Linked DNA regions of Cyprinus carpio: region 2 is linked to region 1. The links are chromatin contacts, called in public Hi-C maps. All regions are on one chromosome and are shown on one strand. Each heading gives the region's core, a stretch centred on a gene start, on an enhancer-like site or on the middle of the called end of the contact. The rest is flanking DNA. Distances are from core to core; before and after follow the strand shown.

Evidence for each region. A called contact is a pair of places that touch in the nucleus more often than the background predicts.
Region 2: a contact with region 1 is called in a Hi-C map of liver, with 5 times the contacts expected there. The contact joins the promoter of LOC109087179 here to the enhancer-like site in region 1.

What each region holds. Positions count from the first base shown.
Region 1 is chrA3:13,017,688-13,020,662 of ASM1834038v1, reverse strand. All of the region lies in intron 2 of LOC109056198 (UBA-like domain-containing protein 1), which reads right to left. Among protein-coding and RNA genes, the nearest start is that of LOC109056198, 3.7 kb to the right of the region's middle. Within about 2 kb of position 1,647, at least 1 of the 8 cell types and tissues checked has an H3K27ac peak or open chromatin away from gene starts, as enhancers often do. A contact at or near this core is called in liver, where this site is marked.
Region 2 is chrA3:13,055,008-13,058,022 of ASM1834038v1, reverse strand. It overlaps LOC109087179 (hemicentin-1-like), which reads left to right and starts at 1,628. Exons shown (of 14, transcript XM_042719035.1): 1 at 1,628-1,871. The coding sequence starts at 1,778.

The sequences.
Region 1 (2,975 bases), core at 398-2,897:
CTTTGTAGCCGAAGACAGACTGTTGAGTGCATGAATGAATGCAGTGATACCACTCGATATAACTCAAAGTTTTGCACCTTCACAAATTCATCACAACTAACAGTGCAAACACATTGTAAGAGATTCGTTGTGCAGTGTAAACTGCCTCACTGAATATAAACTCGCACTGTGTGAATGGCATCTGCAGAGATTATAAAGGGAGTGTTCTTTGATCGCTTTCTGTATATAAAATAAGATTAGCCATTAGAATGAACACGGTTACCTACATGTTGTGGTATTACTATCAGGTCCACATATAACAGTAAAAGTCTGTTTGCAAAGCCTATGCCGAAACTGTGACAAAGACGTGATGATGCAGAAGCAGACGTTGATCTGACTCTGCAGAGGTGGGCTTTCGTTGCACTATTACATCATTATGTGACAAAATCTGAAATGAATCGTTTTCTGAGCTTGGTTTCAATAAAAGCTGTTTTGGGACTAACAAGGACGTTCTGAGCTCTGAAACTCAAATATTACTATAGTACAATGACCTCTTACATGTCAAAACATCAAGGAAAATTTGATTTCTCAATTCATGACCCCTTGAATGGAGAATCTGTAGAATTCCAGCAAAATAGTTATTTTCTGAAACAAGGAATTGAGGAAGTTGCTGAAATGTATTAGTGAGTGACTGAGGTTGTAGACCTTTGGACAAGCAGGACATGATACAATAATGATTGGCCGCCTCTCCTGAGTAAACACCAGACCTGATTCACTGACACAAATGTTACTAAGCAACGTTTAGTCTTTCAGAGGCCAGCTTTAAGAAGATAATCAGTGAAAAACAACACCAGTGTTGTCTTTTGTGACATGTTGCGCTCCTGTTGTTGAAAAAAAATTAGAATTTAAAGAATGTAAGACCCATATTTTATATACGGTTGGTCAATCGCAATACTGTAGTCCAATACTTTTTCGTAATGAATGCTAAACAGTATACATTATTACATTTATTCAGCAAGGATGTGTTAAATTGATCAAAAGTGACAGTAAAACATTTATAATGTTACAAAAGATTTCAATTTTAAATAAATGCTGTTCTTTTTAACTTTATGTACATCAATGAATCCTGGTAAAATAATGTATCACAGTTTTCCCCCAAAAAAAATATCAATAAGCAGCACAACAATATTTCAAGACCATGTATTTGGTAAATAGTTATGTATCAAGTAGGATAATGTACATTCAGTTGATCATTCATTCCATTATAATGAATTATTTCACTCAGCAGCTCTGAGGGCTTTCATACACAAAAACTCACTTGGTTTGGTTTAGTTTCTGTAGATGGCATAACTACACCGGCAAAAAGCACATCTGTCCATTGACAGTCATTCAAAAGCAGCCATGTCTGACAAAATATTTTCTAAATGATTTGTAAACCACAAGTATATCATTATATTCTAGCAGTGGATCAAGGACCAGCTTGTGAATAACAGCAATTAAGTTCCATCAACTGCACCAAAAATCCCTCACCCCGGGACATCCTTACTGCTATGAGCTATGACAACTGAACCTCGAAACTGAAAGCTGCATGTGTAAAGGTTCCTATGAAGAGCTCACTCAAACAATTCTCTGTCATTTGAAAGTGTAACTCGTCTCTACTTTCTAGTCACAGGTCAAGTCACACACAGATCATTCGTACTGCAAAAATCAGCTGTCTTCTCACACTCTCAGGGGCCTAAACATTTTAATCAGAATGTGATATGATTTTTTTTTCACTGTCATGTTCTGTTCTTAAATGTACCGTATATGCTTAGGCACTGCCTGTATGTGAAGGAAATGTATCATTACAGTTGTTGTTAGTAATTATAAACACAGTCATTAGAGTGGTGGAACTATGATGTCACTTTGTAGGCAAAAACCTGGAAGCGAGTTAACATTTTAGCACTTCCCGTTCTATCGTCCCAGAGTCAATGGGTTTTTTTCAATGGGATTTTGGTTAAATCCCTAAAATAAGGTCTGTGGTTCACAAGATACTTTCACGTTTTATTCTATGACATAAAACACACCAGTTACACCTCACTTGTTTTTTTTTTTTTTATACTGATACGTTTCTTTAAAAAGAGGTCGCTAACAAGTTGCTAAATGGGACTACATGGCGCCGTCGGAGACATTACACATTATTACGCCAAACAGTTAATCAATTTACAGTATTTTCCAGTCGTAGTATAATTTGTAACAGAATTAATTGTAGAATAACCAATTAATAGTTTCCCGCATTTTATACTGTTGGTTGACAATGTTTTTTTGGTGTGCCCCGAAATGCAACAAGTCTTCAGATGGAATATGATCATTTTATCTCTTCCCTACTGATGCGGAGACTCTGGGTTTGTAAGGTAAACTATTACAACTATTCCATGTAAACACCAAATTTACCGGCTTAGTCACGGTGAAAGTGAAACTTTAACTATGCATAGTGCTTAAAGCCCAGGTAAATTAAAATGTTTACGGCCACTTGAAACTGTTAAAAAGCAAATCAGGATTTCCTAGAAGCAAGGATAAAATAAGATTTTGTGTACCCACCCTAACAAAGCTGAAACGTGGTACTTTATTCACTAAAATAAGTTTAATCTTACCATATCCAAAAACTTGTTCACTCTGCTGTTATTTAATAGATTAAATGCACTAGAATTTTATTGAATAGTACGTAGAGACATGTTTTAAATTAAAATAGTCATGTTAATCAAGGATTTATTGACTTTTAATGCACCTTATTTCGAAATGTACAGAAATACGTGCTTTCATATGTCCTTTAGTTATAATTATTTCATTTATTCACTATACTATTTATTATTAATGTCTCATTTCAGTTTTAGTTTGATTCGAGTTTTGTATTTATTCCAGTTTATATAAAAGGTTCACATAGCGTGGACTAAAATTCATATACAGAGTAAATCCTTTTCACTGAACACGTTAAAAATAAGTTTGAAACAGTTGAG
Region 2 (3,015 bases), core at 379-2,878, 37 kb before region 1:
TTTTTTGCTATGCTGGATCGTCTATTAACACTTTATAACAGTTAATACCAGTCTCCAAATGTAATCCAACATAACTGGATTATCGCTGTTTATCTGTGCTTGTGTAGTAGTGGCAGGAATTTTTCAGTGACTCTTTCTAGAGATTCCATTGTTTTTATGAGTGAGTGAGTCCTGGAGTCCAATTTGTTCAAAATACAGATTTATTAAGAAACAAAACACAACTAGTGCATATTGCTAAGAAACGCAACGGTTGATTCTATTTTGACATTGTTTGGAACTAATTTGGAGCGAGAAGTAACTGTCAGTATTGTATCTAGATGTAAGTCACTCCTTTGTGTATTGGAGTGTTGTTTAAAAGCATAATCACACTCATAATCCTGCATCCTTTTGGTATGTATATGTGTTGCTCGTATCCTGTTGCTTAATTAGAAACTGGGAGGAATTTTCTCTTGATCTGTGTTATCTATCCTGCTGTCTCAACACATTCCATTCTCCCCCCCCTCAGACTATAATGCCCTCCTCTCCGTGACATCAAAGAAATAATCAAAGTTAGACTACAAGTCTCATCAGATTTCTTATGCTGTTTGTTAAAATAGAAGTATGAGTTTTCCCTCCACCGACACGCTTTAACCTAAAGAAAAATGTCATATTGATGTTAATAACATTAAGCCTACATTTGAGATGACTTCTTAGGTATTAAAGCTTGTAAGGCTATGGGTGCCTCAGTTCGCTGAGAAGACACAAGGCACTCTGTTCTTCAGTGAGAACTCAATACTCCAAATACTCACACAATCTCAGATACCATTGTGCTTCCTGACTTCATTTCAGGATTAAACAAACTTCTTCCCTTTCTGGGTTCTTGTGGGACACAATTTTATTTTTTTATCATGTATGAATAGAAATGATCCAGAACCTATGTAAACATGTTTGATAACTGTGTGCCTTTATTGATTTGTTTATTTATTAAAAAAAAAAAAAAAAAAAAAAAAAAAACAATAGATCTGGAAACACTGCAGCAACTGTGTCTGGCCAACACTGATTTGAGGAACATTTCATGTTCAGTGGAATCCATGTGCAAACATGTTATGGACATCTCAACATTTATTAAAACTTGAATGAAAAAAATTCTGCAAGTTCTACATTGTCACACAATGGATCGCTCAACCCTGTTTTCTAAACAGAAAAGACCAGCCAGTGATTCGTGTTTATGCACTTATGTTTATGTCTGGGTGGGACATGTTGTCACATCATAAGAATGCATGAATGTATGTCAGTGTGGTTTTATTGTGTTCACTTTAAGCGGTATACCAAAAAGATTATTCGATAATAAAATTAACGAATACTATACTAATTTAACAGAGTTTTGAATCAGATGCCAACACTGCTAGAGAAAACAAGCAGGTTATTTGTGACTTACTCAACATACAACAATTCTATCCTCTAGCTCCAGTATCCCTTTTTAATATAGTACAAAAAGAAAGAAAGAAAAAGAAAGAAAGACTGGGTACTCTCGGTAATTTCCAGTATGTCAGTGTCAGTGTCACTATTAATGTGTATGTGTGTTTACAGACTTCAAGTCTCTAAGCAGATGTGAAGGAGAGGGGACATTCCAGTAAACTCTCTCATTTCTACCCAAGAGAAGGGCAGTACTGCTGACCAACCACGTGGTCACTCTCACTTAGTCTTTCACTGGGTGAAGTGTAACGCAGATCTCACGAGGGAGAAGAAGAGTATCTCTTTTCTAAAGCTCGGGATTAGAGTTAAACATTGTTTTAAAATGCAAGAGGGCTCGCTTTCTCTCACCCCATCTTTTCGGATTTTCTATCTGCGACTCCTCGGATTTTGTTTCCTGTACTTCTCATCAGTTGCAGGTAAGTGTGAGCGGTTTTAAAATATTTCGTTTGTACTTTAATGACGAGAATAAATGCGCCACTTGCTTTCGTCGTATTTTCTTGTAGGCTATGTCACCGGTTCAACCCAAGAGTATACGGCATTATTCATTGGCACTGGTGCCATACTATTTTAATGCTACATGTCTGATAAATTGTCTCATCATGAAACAGTCTTTAACAGTTAACAAGAGGTCGTGTCTTCCCGTGCAGAAACTTGATACTTAAGTGCCGCCTATTCTGATTTGCTCGTTCAGGTAAGGGTGCGTAGGCGATATGACTTTGAGAGGAGTCAGTTTTTTTAAAAAAAAATAACTTTTTAGAAATGTTAGTCGATGTTTAACGGAAAAGCACGAACATTCTGTTGCCATGGTTACTTCCTCAGTCGAACGCGTCTGGTGAAAACACGAGCTTGCGCTTGTCGGTTTTGTGGCTACTTTTAAGTCTTAAAAAAGTAAAACCATATAAGTGTATGCACTTTTAAGACCGCACACGTTTGATTTTACTCTACACCTCGAGTAGAGTCATTTATCTGCGTTGACCCATTCCAGTATCTGAAGAAGAGCTCCTGCAAAAAGCCTTCCAGAAGAGGTCGCAAGAGCATTTTCATTCAGTTTTCTTCATATCGCTGTGGGTTTTTTCCTCCCCACACGTTGTAAAATCTCTTTAAAACTTTAAACAAACGTGAAAGGTAAGCTGCATGTTTTAAAAAGCGCTTAGAGGTACTGAATCAAAAGTGTAGGCTCACATTAGACACATTTACATTAGGCTACCTAATAGAAACCCATAACGTTTAAAATCCAATCTCTCTAATGTAATATCAAAAAGGTGTCTCGTAATGGGTGAGGTAAAGTCAAGTAGTATAGGCCTACTTCAAGTTTATTTTATTAAGTATAGCCTACTTAAGTAAAGTACAAGTATACTTTATGTAGCAAGTATACAAATATCACTGTTCTAGTAGTATACTTGTAAGTGTACTGTTTCAATACTCCTTGGGACTAAATTGGCCCACTTTCTAGTATATAAATGTATACTTTTAAGTATACTTTCAGTATAACAATAGCAAACTTTGAGTTCACAACTAGTTTACCTCTGTTTTTGGTTTGTACTACAATTAGCTTATAGG